Regions from separate parts of the Mus musculus genome. Here regions 1 and 3 are each linked to region 2. Evidence: chromatin contacts called from public HiChIP or PLAC-seq and promoter capture Hi-C data. All regions are on one chromosome and are shown on one strand. Each heading gives the region's core, a stretch centred on a gene start, on an enhancer-like site or on the middle of the called end of the contact. The rest is flanking DNA. Distances are from core to core; before and after follow the strand shown.

Evidence for each region. Promoter capture Hi-C pulls out the DNA fragments that hold promoters and counts their contacts. HiChIP or PLAC-seq counts read pairs in DNA pulled down with a chosen protein or histone mark.
Region 1: a promoter capture Hi-C map of macrophages shows a contact between it and region 2, with 6 read pairs. The contact joins the promoter of Il10ra here to the promoter of Tmprss4 in region 2. A contact is called at or near these places in 3 of 39 promoter capture datasets (embryonic stem cells, macrophages and stem cell-derived epiblast-like cells), 1 of 484 Hi-C or Micro-C datasets (Th1 cells), 4 of 115 datasets of contacts at active chromatin or transcription factors (CD8 T cells, bone marrow-derived macrophages and embryonic stem cells) and 2 of 9 other capture datasets (adipose tissue and liver).
Region 3: a BATF HiChIP or PLAC-seq map of CD8 T cells shows a contact between it and region 2, with 13 read pairs. The contact joins the enhancer-like site here to the promoter of Tmprss4 in region 2. A contact is called at or near these places in 9 of 39 promoter capture datasets (the C10 cell line, HPC-7-derived erythroid cells, embryonic stem cells and 4 more), 1 of 15 datasets of contacts at CTCF or cohesin (large pre-B cells), 25 of 484 Hi-C or Micro-C datasets (B cells, the BV-2 cell line, CD4 T cells and 20 more), 5 of 115 datasets of contacts at active chromatin or transcription factors (CD8 T cells, T-cell acute lymphoblastic leukemia, bone marrow-derived macrophages and 2 more) and 3 of 9 other capture datasets (adipose tissue, liver and macrophages).

What each region holds. Positions count from the first base shown.
Region 1 is chr9:45,266,890-45,270,929 of GRCm38.p6, reverse strand. Il10ra (interleukin 10 receptor, alpha) reads left to right here and starts at 1,781. Exons shown (of 7, transcript NM_008348.3): 1 at 1,781-1,924; 2 at 3,710-3,830. The coding sequence starts at 1,858.
Region 2 is chr9:45,202,002-45,205,830 of GRCm38.p6, reverse strand. Tmprss4 (transmembrane protease, serine 4) reads left to right here and starts at 1,796. Exons shown (of 13, transcript NM_145403.3): 1 at 1,796-2,046. The coding sequence starts at 2,044. The region is part of intron 1 of BC049352 (cDNA sequence BC049352); the gene reads right to left.
Region 3 is chr9:45,298,957-45,302,898 of GRCm38.p6, reverse strand. No RefSeq gene overlaps it. Among named protein-coding and RNA genes, the nearest start is that of Tmprss13, 18 kb to the left of the region's middle. Within about 2 kb of position 2,243, at least 318 of the 459 cell types and tissues checked have an H3K27ac peak or open chromatin away from gene starts, as enhancers often do. A contact at or near this core is called in B cells, the BV-2 cell line, CD8 T cells and 19 more, where this site is marked.

The sequences.
Region 1 (4,040 bases), core at 532-3,031, 65 kb before region 2:
TCTAGAGGAAGGGGCCTGGTTTTGGCCAGCATCAGCTTGTGACTGTAAATTCTGGTATGTGGAAGAACCATCTCGATCGTCCCTTAAAACAGCCAAGGTGCAAGGCTTTAAAATTCTTATAACTCAACCAAAAACTAAAAGGAAGACAACTGAGGAAGAAACACCGCAGTGTCCTCTTTTTTAAGAGGTAAACGGGGACTAAGAAGTCATGCCCGGGTACTTGCGTCACGCCTGGGTACTTGTGTCACGCCAAGCAGTATATGTGCTTTACCAGCGGAAGGATGGGCAGTGCAGAACAGCAATTAAAACAAAGTCCTCCCACATTAAGAAGTCTGAAGTTTTCCAACATGGCTGACATGAGGGTATTCACAGTGACGAGGGTATCCCTGAGTGTGGTTCTCACTGATTGTGTGTGTGTGCGTGTGTGTGTGTGTGTGTGTGTGCTCGATGCTATGGTTCACAGATATTACTTCCAACTAGCTGAATAGCTAGGGCAGCCCAGTCCTCACAGACAAGCACCTTTCCCAGTGAGTTCCCTCGGCACAGAACATGATCCCACTCCACTTGGCATCCTCTGTCTAGGCCACTGGACATAGCACTATCCACTCCCACGGTGTTTAGACAAAGCTTGTGTCTCCACAAGCCAAGGGGGTGGTGTGCATCACTAGCTCTCAGGTCACGACGGCAGTGCTCGTGTCTGACACCCCCAAGTTGGAGGGTCCTTCTCCAGGTTCAGAGGTTGCCCAAATCTTTGACATAGTAACAGTACTTTGTCATCTACGAACTTCACACCGGAGAACCATCCAATCCAATTTCCAGGAAGAAAAAGAAAAATTTAACAAATACCTCATACTGTTTTCAGTCAGTTTCTAATTTGATGGGAGGCAGGATTGGTATTGGCACTGAGAATCATGCAATTTGCAGACCGATGGCTGGCCAAGCCTTCTCAAGGCAGTAGTGTCTTCCGTGTGACAGGTAGGCTCTGAGGGGAATAGAAAGTGACTTCTTGAGAGCAAGGGCATCCTAGTGACTCCAGCCCTTCCTTGGCTTCTGTGCCTCCTCAGAACAAAAACAGGGCTTCCAGGATAGCATGAATATGTACCTGGCAGATGACCCCACGGGCGCTGTACACCTCACAATTAGATCCCTGAAAATCATGTAAGTGACATACTCACAGTATCAGCGCCACCTGCCAATAAGTCAGGTGGACAAAGCTTGGTCTCTCACACAATTAACATCTTTGGTGACACTGGAGGGCAGACAGATGTCCTGGTCACTGAAGAGGCATCTGAGTGATACCAGGTCCCTCAAGGCGCCTATTGACACTTCTAACCTGCAGATTTAGGGCAAGAACAACCTAAAGGGCCTGGGGGTGTCATGGACTCCCACCAAGAGTCAGGTAGGGACGTTCCCTCACTGTTGGCTTAGCAGAGGGCCCTGCATAGAGGTCCCAGGACTTTCACACATGTACCTGCACGCTTGTGCTTTGCTCCTGGCCCAGTCAGTAATTCCAATTGCTACAACAGAGAGGGGAAGGGGGCAAGGGGAAGGGGAGGGGGAGGGAGAGGGGAGACAGGCTGTCCAGTCGGTGTGAGAGTTAAGAGCCCAGCCACAGAAAGCCTCAGCTGCTCTTTCACCTTGAGACAAATGCCCCAGAACTAGCTAGACTTCGCTGCCTGCTGAGGTTCCTGCGGAGGTTCCCAAGCTCCGTGGGCTGAGGGCGGAGCAACGAGGCTCCGCCTTCAGGTTGATGTCAAGCTGGCCCTGTGGATCCAGCGGCAGTCTTCAGTTCTCAGGACGCCGCCGGCCGGAGGCGTAAAGGCCGGCTCCAGTGGACGATGCCGCTGTGCGCCCAGGATGTTGTCGCGTTTGCTCCCATTCCTCGTCACGATCTCCAGCCTGAGCCTAGAATTCATTGCATACGGTAGGCTCCCCAGCGCTCGCTCTGTTGCTTTAAAGTTCACATTCGCGGGAGAATCTGCTTGGATGGGCTGGGGTCCCGCCCCAGCTCCTTCATGCTGGCAAAACGGTCTCCGGCTCACCTGCTGTTTAAGTGGAGGAGGCTAAGATTAACTGTGGCTGTTTGGGAGTGGCCAGCGATGGATGGGTAAAGCCTATAGTTTCCGTCCTGTACGTACCCTTGTTCCTCAAATCATTATCCTACCACCTCCGGACAATCCATAACTTAGCCCTCACTTTTCGGCTGTTCTGGTTCTTCCGTGGGTCTGATCGTGCCCCTTCTTAGTTAGGCTCCTCTCCCTGAACCCTACCATCTCACCCCATCCCTTCTTTCTGCCCACCCTTCCCGACCACCCTGTTAGTCTTTAGCCCACAATTCATCTCCGCTGCCTGCTGCCCACCCCCCTCACACACACACACTTTACCCACTCCTCAGCTCAGGCTAGGTTCCTGTAGCCCAGGAGAGAATGAAAAAGTGGAGAGTTGGAGGGACCAAGTGGCACAGAAGTACGAAGACCGGGGACCCCAAAACACACTTTTACAGGAGTTCAAAGTAAAAAGAGCACAGTCAGTCATGTTATCTACAGAGGCACTGGGGATGTGCCCCGCTGAACATCACAAACACGGGCTGAGGTTTTCACTCCCCCTCTCAGAGTTTTGCAACTGAAACACAACCTTGAGATTCAAAGAAAGGGGTGGGGGGGGGGAAGGGCTGGGACAAGTATGTTTTCTGAGAATGACAGGGTCACTGAAAGAGAACTGAGAACTGTGACTCTCAGAGAGCTGGCAGTTTGGAGAAGGAAAGTGTTGCAGAGCTGCCTTCAAGAGGAGACATCTTAAAGGGTCAAGAAGGCTGGAGAGGAACAAGGGCTATTGTCCTTGCAACACACTTAAGCCCGCAGAACTCATCAGGAGAATTCAATAGGAATGCTTATTGTATTGTTACAAAAAGGGCAGAGGATCTCAAGGGGGTCACTCCTCTGCTCCTGGTCATACTGGCAAGCTGCTAGCTCCAGGCTCCTGTGTCAGCTCTTTAGAACTAATAGAGTGGGAGACTACAGGTACTTCACAGCTGAGTTTTCGAGGAGGCCAGGAGGCTGGACCGCTGACGTTCATTGTCTCCATTTGAGGCTCGCCTAGGCATCTGATTATACTGATGTCCATGTCTGAGCTACAGCTTTCCTAGAAACTAGGGACTGTGGGGATACCCTGTGCCTGGACCACAAGATGTCTGTGTAGACAAGCAGGGTGCCTACGGATCCAGATAAGGTCAAGGGTCATGGCTTGGATGAGAACTCAGTCCTGGAATGTCGCTAGAACAGGAACAGGCTTTGGCCAGAGAGCCAGGGACCGGCTCATCTGAGAGCCACTCCTGGCCATTATCCTGGAATGTAACAGACCCAACTTGCCTTTGTCAGTCCCTTGTGAGGCTTCTCATCCCACATCACACAAGCATAGAAAGACAAGACTCTAGCTTTGGATTCAGACACATTCTGGATATAGACCACCACCATGCCCCTTACTGGCTCCACTGGCCTTGGGCCAACTATCTGATTCTCTGGGATTCTATTTCTTCTTCACTAAGTTCGGCATGTGTCTAGAGCCCAGAGCTGCTGTGATCACTAAACCGAACATATATATGTAAAGCACCCAGCCCCTCCCTCCCAAAGTACTCTTGCGGCTTTCACCACCCTCTTCCTAGTCCCCCGGGTACCTCTGCTTTCTCTAGTGTTAGAATTCTTTCCCCTAGGGACAGAACTGCCAAGCCCTTCCTATGTGTGGTTTGAAGCCAGATTTTTCCAGCACATCCTCCACTGGAAACCTATCCCAAACCAGTCTGAGAGCACCTACTATGAAGTGGCCCTCAAACAGTAAGGAAAGAGGCACAGGGGGACCAAATGGAGGCGGGAGGGGGGGGGGACGACTAGGTGGCTACCTTACTATTGAAATGAGACTAAAAGGGACTCTGACACATACTTGCTTGAGTGTCATATGAGTTGAGCAATGTGCTGGGACCCCTAAGGTGAGCAGCTGTTGGCTTGGAGGGCTTCCTGGTATTCTGGAAAAGCATTCATAAACCT
Region 2 (3,829 bases), core at 547-3,046:
ATCTAAAGGCAGAGGGAGGCTCTGGGGTGGGCTTTGGCTGATAGAATGTTTTCCTAGCATTTACAAGGCTGCAGGTTCTATCCCCAGCACTGCATACATAAACCAAAAGTTATGAGGCACATCTTATTCTCAGGACTCAGTAGGTAGAGGCAAGGTGATCTGAAGTTCTCGTCATTCTGGGCTAAAGCAGTGAATTAGAGGCCAGCCTGGGCTACAGGAGACCCTGTACCCTCTACCCATACCCATACTCATACCATCCCCTAAAAAGGCTGAGGCCTCCCGTTGAAGAAGGAGTTATGGCTTAGCTGTTCACACCGGGCACCTGGGAGAGGCAGGCCTGTTTCCTACAGGCCACAGGGCCTCCGTCTCTCAGCTGTTATGTTCCTCCCCTGAGTATCACAGCAGCTTATTCAGTCCCGCCTGACTGCCTCCTTCCCAGGCCCATGCAATGCCTTCCCAGAATCATCTGGGAACTTGAGCCAAAGCCTGAGCCAGGAGTGCTGAGCAATCACCCTGCTGCCAGCCCTGCCCTGCAGCAGTCCCTCCTGGCTCACCTGAGCACTGGGTGAGGAAAGAAAACATATAGGCCAGATGTTTATCCTGGCACAGACTGGAACCCAACAAGGAAGGCCTGGCCACAGGTGACCCACCGCTGAAATTCTTCTTTAAGAAGCCGTGCTATGGCCCCAAACTTCCTGCTCTAAAGGTCTCTGTCTGGGGTGAGGAAGTTTGAGAGCCTCGTGGACTCAGAAGGCCCTGAAGACCCTATAGGTTTGGCCTCAGATGGAACCTAGGCTACTCAACATAGACCATAGCAACCATATCCCCAGTGTTCTGATGCCTCTGTAGGGTCAGGATGGCAGCCCATCCTGACTGGCAGTGGGAGAGGACTCAGGTTCCAACCACCACTGTTCTTCTGTTAGAAACTTCTTTACCATCCCCAAAGGTCGAATAGAACAAAATTGTCTCCATGAGGTTATCATGAGAGTTAACGAGATGGCGCACAGAAGCACATTGCTAAATGGAAGAGCTAAGGCATACATCTTACTGTTCTCCCAGGAGAACCAGATGTGAAACAGAACACAATGTACATTTTTTTTAATGTGTATGTGACGGGAGGTTTTGCCCCAGGGACTCTGTAAATGTCCAGGTCCCTTTTAGCTGTACAGTCTGATCCCAAAGTTCCACTTCATACAGCCCCTGGCCTGGGGTGGTTCCAACTATCCTATGTGGCAAGACATGGATCAAAAATGAGCCTGTGAAGAAGAGGACCTAGCCCTAGTTGTAGTACACTGGTGACTTTCCAGCAGTACGCTATTTGAAAGGCGCATTGCTTGCCAGGTAGGTTAGGTTGCTCATTCGCCCAACACTCACTCTGAGTCTTGGGAAGGGAAGAACACACATGTTCTTTAGGGATGAGATCCACATGGACACCCCAATCCTAATGCCTGACACAAGCTAGTAATCTACCGTGCCAACTTCCTGCAACCCACAAAAAAGCACCGCCATGGTGAGAAGTCACACAACCAGAGGAAAGAGAAAGAGAAAGAGTTGTCTGCCGTCAACTAGCCTCAGCCAATGCCCGCCCTCCTGCCTTCCTGGTTGGATGAAAGGCATTCAAGCAGATAGGCTTGTGTAACTCTTTAGGTGTGTCACCTGTCCTTAGGCCTATGAACCACTCCAGGTGTTGTCCCTGCCCCTAACGACTGGGTGTCAGATTACAAGACACATAATCATTCCAGTTTGGCAACTTCACCGGTTGTGTTATAGGACTTGACCAGCCCCAATAGTCCTCAAGTCACTCCTAGATACAGTGGCAGGTGGTAGCTGGCTTGCGGAAGGAAGAGGAAGAAGAGAATGTGGGCCATCAAGGAGCAAGGCCAGCCTTGCACTTGGGCCCCCTCTGCTCAGTGCTGACCAGGGCTTTCTGAGCCGCTTCCTAATGAGGCTCATTTGAAGACCCCCCCCCACCCCCCTCCTGCTGTCTTGGGTGGCAGAGCTAGCTCCAGGCTGTAAGAAAATTAGGAGGATTACCAAAGCAGTATGGTAAGTACAGGGGCCCTCAGGGTGGGGAGGGCAGCTGTCCACAAAGGGCTGTTCAAGGAACCTGTGGGGTCATTAACTGAGAATGTTATAACACCTTCCAGGCTTAATAAAAAAGAGGTCACAATTGAGTCACCTCCACGTCCAGCCTCTCATACCCATCAGGGCTCCTCTGCCTCCATCATTGAAGGTGGGCGTAGATAGAAGTCAGGGCTGTCTTTGTCCACCAATCGCCTCAAAGTCATGCTTGTTCCTTTGCATACTGTCTCGTGTGTGTGTGTGTGTGTGTGTGTGTGTGTGTGTGTGTGTGTGTGCGCGCGCCCTGGAGGATGTCATGGTTTCTTCAAAGGCAAGGGCTACTTTGGTGTCACAGTGACCCTCAGACACTCCCTGAGAAAAGTCACTCCTATCCTTTATAAAGAAAACAGTATAGATATGCCCCCCAAAACAATCAGGGGTGTCTGTGGGGCTCTTCTGTTTGATCTCTTTAATGCTCATCTCCATTGACTATCTTTAGCATCTTCTGCTGCTGGCTTGTCCTCTCAAGGGGGACAGCTGAGAACCAGGAAGGGGAAGAGATAATCGCCAGGCCTAAAGTGGGAGCCAGTGGGTCTTGATTCCCCAATCCTCAGCAGTCGCTCAGGCAGTAAAACAGAAAGGTTGAAGAAAGGACCTGCCTCCCCCATGACAAAAGGGGGTAGGTGCTACCTAACGCTTCCAGTGACCCACTAGTAAAAAAGTCTTGCAAAATGCTAGTGTCTGGTAAGGGCAGAACACCAGGAACTGCCTTGTCGGTACTAGACCAGGGCTGGGACTGAAGCACTAACTACCTACTACTCCATCAGAGGGGGTCCTGTGCAGAGGTGCCCCCACTGGGGTCAGTGAGGAAGGAAGGGAGCAGTGCCCACCTCCAGACTGTGAGCCACTGCTTTGTAGCACTGAGGAACCCTGGGTTGCCCCCTCTTGGATGAGCCACTGGCCAGGGTGCCATTTCTAAGGCAGCTGACAGGAGCAAAAGCTGATGTGGAACTCAATACCAGGATGCCAGCTCTCTGCAAGGTCTTGAGACTTTAATTTCACTGAGATTCAACGCATCCTCTACCCCTGTAGAAGGGAAACAGCGTGGTTCCCAAAACCCCTGGCACATACACAGGATGCTTAGAAAGGCTGAGCAAAGCAATGTGTGTGAACAGACTCTGTAAAGCAGGAAGCCCGAGCAAATGAGAGGCTGTAGGTAATAAGGAACCCATTCCAGGAAGTGAGAGCCAGAACCATGTCTCACCCTGCCCTGCTGCCACCACGGAATGAAAGTTGGGTGTTGCTGATGAGGGAGGAGGTAGATGGTCAGCATGGGTGAAGGGTCAGGCCACAAGGTCACAGAGCAATGGCCGCTAGACTGCAGAATAGAACTGCCAAACTCTGGCCCTGAGCAAACCACTAAGCTACCTGTGTGTGGCAACCAGTCCTTTCCCATTGATGAGGCCAGAATGAGCCTAGCTCTCGGCCCACAAGAGAGGACGGGGTAACACAGGCCAGGCTCAGCCCTCCCTGCTCTTTCCCTCTATCCTCCTGCCTCTCCCTGCAAGAGCTGGTCAAAGTCCAGCTGCCAGTTAACAACGGTTTTCCTTGTGTTTACTCTGCCAGTTATGTCCAGGGAGAGCCACAGCAGGCCACCAGTCCTGTGCCGAGTGAGAGTCTAGTGTCTGACCTGCCACATGTCCTCTGCATCTGAGACCAAAGGGGGAAGTTGGGGACCTCTGACTAGCCAACCTGGGCACGATTCATT
Region 3 (3,942 bases), core at 994-3,493, 97 kb before region 2:
GTTCATCTCATATGTCTTTTCCCACTTAAGATGGCGGAATGCATGAACGGTGAGTTGTGGACTACAAGTTGAGTGTCTGGCTGTTAAATACTTAGCATGTAGATCTTTTCTGTCTAGCTGCCCTCTGGACAGGACATCTTCAAAGATCAGTTACAAGGAGGTTTGTCAGTTTGCTCCTCCAGGGACATAGATCAGTGTGGCAACAGGTGGGCTCCATTGAGGCCATATATGGCTTGGCACAGACACCTGTTTCTATACAATTTCCGAGTTCTGTGGGGTCGAAGGGGGCCCTGTCCTGTCTAAATCTTCCTACAACACGCCTTCATGTGGCAGATGCCTCTCCCGTGAAGCACTTACCATAGCCACAACTATGTACTTCACGGTATGTGGTAATTTCGAGACAGAGTCATGTAGCTCAGACTGTCTCTAACTACATAGCTAAGGACGACCAAAGCCTCAGCAAGGACAGAGGCCAGGTCCACTTTAGCTTTCCTTATTGAATCTCATTATCAGGTTTTTGGTTTTTTTTTTGTTTTTTGTTTTTGTTTTTGTTTTTGTTTTTGTTTTGTTTTTTTTTTTTTGTTTTTTGTTTTTTTTTTCAAGACAGGGTTTCTCTGTATAGCCCTGGCTGTCCTGAAATTCATTTGGTAGACCAGGCTGACCTCGAACTCAGAAATCCGCCTGTCTCTGCCTCATTATCCGTTTTAATAGTAAAGTAAGCCCAAAAGATGGCATCGGATTGGTAAAGGATGAGATCTCCAGCCTCAAACTTAGGAAGCTGCCTGTACAGACGGCTGGGCTTGAGCAAGCCTTGTATCCGGGTATTTTTGGTAACCACCTCCTCCTTCCCCCTCTGGCCCTGGTCAGCTATCAGCATGCACATTCACACCGCCTACCCTCGCCTTGAACTGGAAAGTACACAATGGGGTACAGTGGCATGGCCCCTGTTAGCATTCCTTCTAGGCTCCGCCCAACAGTTACCTAGCAACAGCCAGGTAGGCCTGGCTTGTTCTTAAAGACTTTGTTTGGTCGCTCCTTGCTCACTCTGCCCCCACCCCTGACTCTCTTCTCTCGCTGACCCCTTTCTCCTTCTCCCTCTACCCCCTGTCTTTCTCTGTCTCTACTCCCTTCCCAACCCCCCTTCCCACGCATAAATAAACTCTGTCCACACTATACCTGTCCTATGGCTGGTACCTCAGAGAGAAGGGATGTCACAGCACAGGCCCACCAAGGCCCCCTCCCACTGTACCATACTTGGTTCTATCAAACATATCCTGGCTCTCTTTTATAAAGCACAACAGCTACTGTGTAGACAGAGGTGCAGACTCAGTGTTGCACAGATGGCAGGTATCTTGGACGTCTCAATACTGATTTTTAGGCCTTGCATTCCTCTATTACGAGACTGCAGCCCAGTAGGATATAATGATGGAGTCGTAGTCCAGTAGGACCCAAACTGCTCTGTTAGCAATGGGGGTGGTAAAGGCCTTGCTATGGGGATTCTCTGTACCACTTCCTGCCTAAGATATGATGCTGGGAGTAGAGCTGCTGAGTACCCTCACAGCCAGCCCAGGCACCTCCCCTCCCTGCTCCAGTGACCTTTGTCATCGTTAATATCTATGATGTGTAGGACTTGCTAGGCAAGTAACTACCTCATTGGCGATGGCCTATGGTTTCTTCTTCCTCCACCTCCTCCTCCTCTTCTTCCTCTTCCTCCTCCATCCTCTGCTTCTTCCTCCTCCCCCTTTATTATCACCACCATCATCATCAGATCTTTACCAAACAGGCCAGTGGTCCAGATATTATGCTGAGTGTTGGGGAGGGATGTTCATGAGATAAAAGTGATTAATGAGATATGACCAGCACATGCTACATTCCACAGTCAGGGAGATAAGATATGGACTCAGTCTGTAGGGCAGTGTGTCATAAATGCCAGGCACAGGGTGAAGTTGACTAGTGATGCCTGGTTTCAGAGGAGAGAGAGCATGCGCTAGAACTGTGAGCGAGGCTGGGCTGGGCTGGCTTAGAGTGTTTTCCACTCTGTCATCCATTTACTTCACGTTGTTCCGTGCAGGGATCAGTCAGATGCTCTCACGACATTGCCCAGATACAAAAGAACCCGGACTGGACTGATGATGAGTGAAGAGTGGGTACTCCGTGAATGAAATGAGAAGCCCACTTCCTCTGCACCCAGTGCCTGATGTAACGTCGTGCAGCCTGGGTCGCAAGCGGAAGAACCCCACCTGCTGAAGTCATCCCTGCTGAGTCATTTCCGGGGAAGTGACTTGGAGAATCTGCACGCTCGCGTGAATGTCCTGCCTTCCAGTTTCTGTCTTCGGGCGCCACCTAGTGACAGCATTCGGAAAAGCTCTCTGCTCCTTCCACCTCCTGGCTACCCCCAGTACCGGTTTTCCTCAGTTGCCTCATACCCTGTAGCTCCCAGTACGAGACACCCCTCTTCCCAGTCCACTTCCTCTATAATTTTCTCACTTTGACCTTTTCCCTGAGCATCCTCTTGAAGAAACATCATCTTGTCATCTTCACGGACTTTTCGGAGTTCTCTAAGGGATCCTTTCTAAATTAATTCAGTGCTTTGCCAGTGAGGTGTTGGGGAAGCCGATGCCACTCTTCAGGTCCCTGAGACTTAATGCTTCCCAATGTTGCCTCTAGATCTGCATCCTCTTCATGTGTCCCCCTTTTCTGTACCACTTGGTATACCACACTAGACCAAATTAGAGTGTCCTGGTGGCACATATCTGTTTGGGTGTCCTGGGGTATGCAGATTGGCAAGAGCCATGCTCTCAGGAGATGTGACAGAGGGAGGCAGGTGAGGACTCACAAATTAACTAATGGATGTAACAATGAATGATCCAGAGGAAACAAAGTGGTTAGCTGAAAGTAGAAGAATCTATGTGGTGATGGGAATGGTAAGAAGGTTTCAGAGGAAGACAACAAAGAGGGGGCTGGAGAGATGGCTTAGTGCTCAAGAGCACTTGTTCTTACAGAAGACCCAGGTTCCATTCCCAGCAGCCATACGGTGGCCCACAACTGTTCATAACTCCAGTTCCAGGAGCTCTGGCACCCTCTTGTGGCCTCTGTGGGCATTACGCCCACTAGACATACATGCAGGCCAGGCACTCATACACTTAGAAAAACAAACCAATGAGAACAGTGAGGACGGAGGGGGAAGAAGTGAACAGTGAGTCCCTTTGGGGTTGATGCGCTACCATGAGACCCTTGGGGCAAGGTGGTCAACATGACTTTAAAGGTAGCAATGTCCTTGTGTATGCTGGAGTGTAGGTCCCCGAGACAGGCACGCTGGCTTCTCCTTGGACCTTCGTTTTCAGTGGATTGATTACATACATAAGGGAGTTTTTACTCTTTCACTTGGCTTCTCTGTTGGTTTGGGTGGGAATCAAAGAGAGAACTGAGAGTGGCACCCAGAGACCGGAGCAGAGAGCAGCTGTTTGAAAACAGAAGTGCAGAGTGAACTCACACAGGGCTCCCTTGGAAGTCCCTCCGGAGAAGACTCAGATGACATCACCTCCGGGGCCGAGCTGAGCTCATCTCCTGGGACTCTCAAAGAGCAGGGACTGCTACCAAAAGATGGGGGGGGGTCACAGTCCTGTCACAGTCTCTACCCCAAGAAGACAATAGATAAATAGATCTACCCAACCAGACCAATAGAGAGAACCAGAAAGGAGATTTGCTCATTGTGGTCACATTGGGAAGAGGCAGATCCAGTGACCACTTCAAGTCCATCTCAGAACCCTAAAGTGAAATTGAAATTTAAACAGAGGGCTAGGAACTTGCATATCTAAGCAGTCCTGGTCAGAACGCCCACTGATCCATTATTGTCTGGGCTTCATTCCGTTTCATGAGGTGATCTGAGAAGCTGTGAGTGTCTTTCTGGGAAACAAGTACTCTCTCACTCCCAGCCAGTTT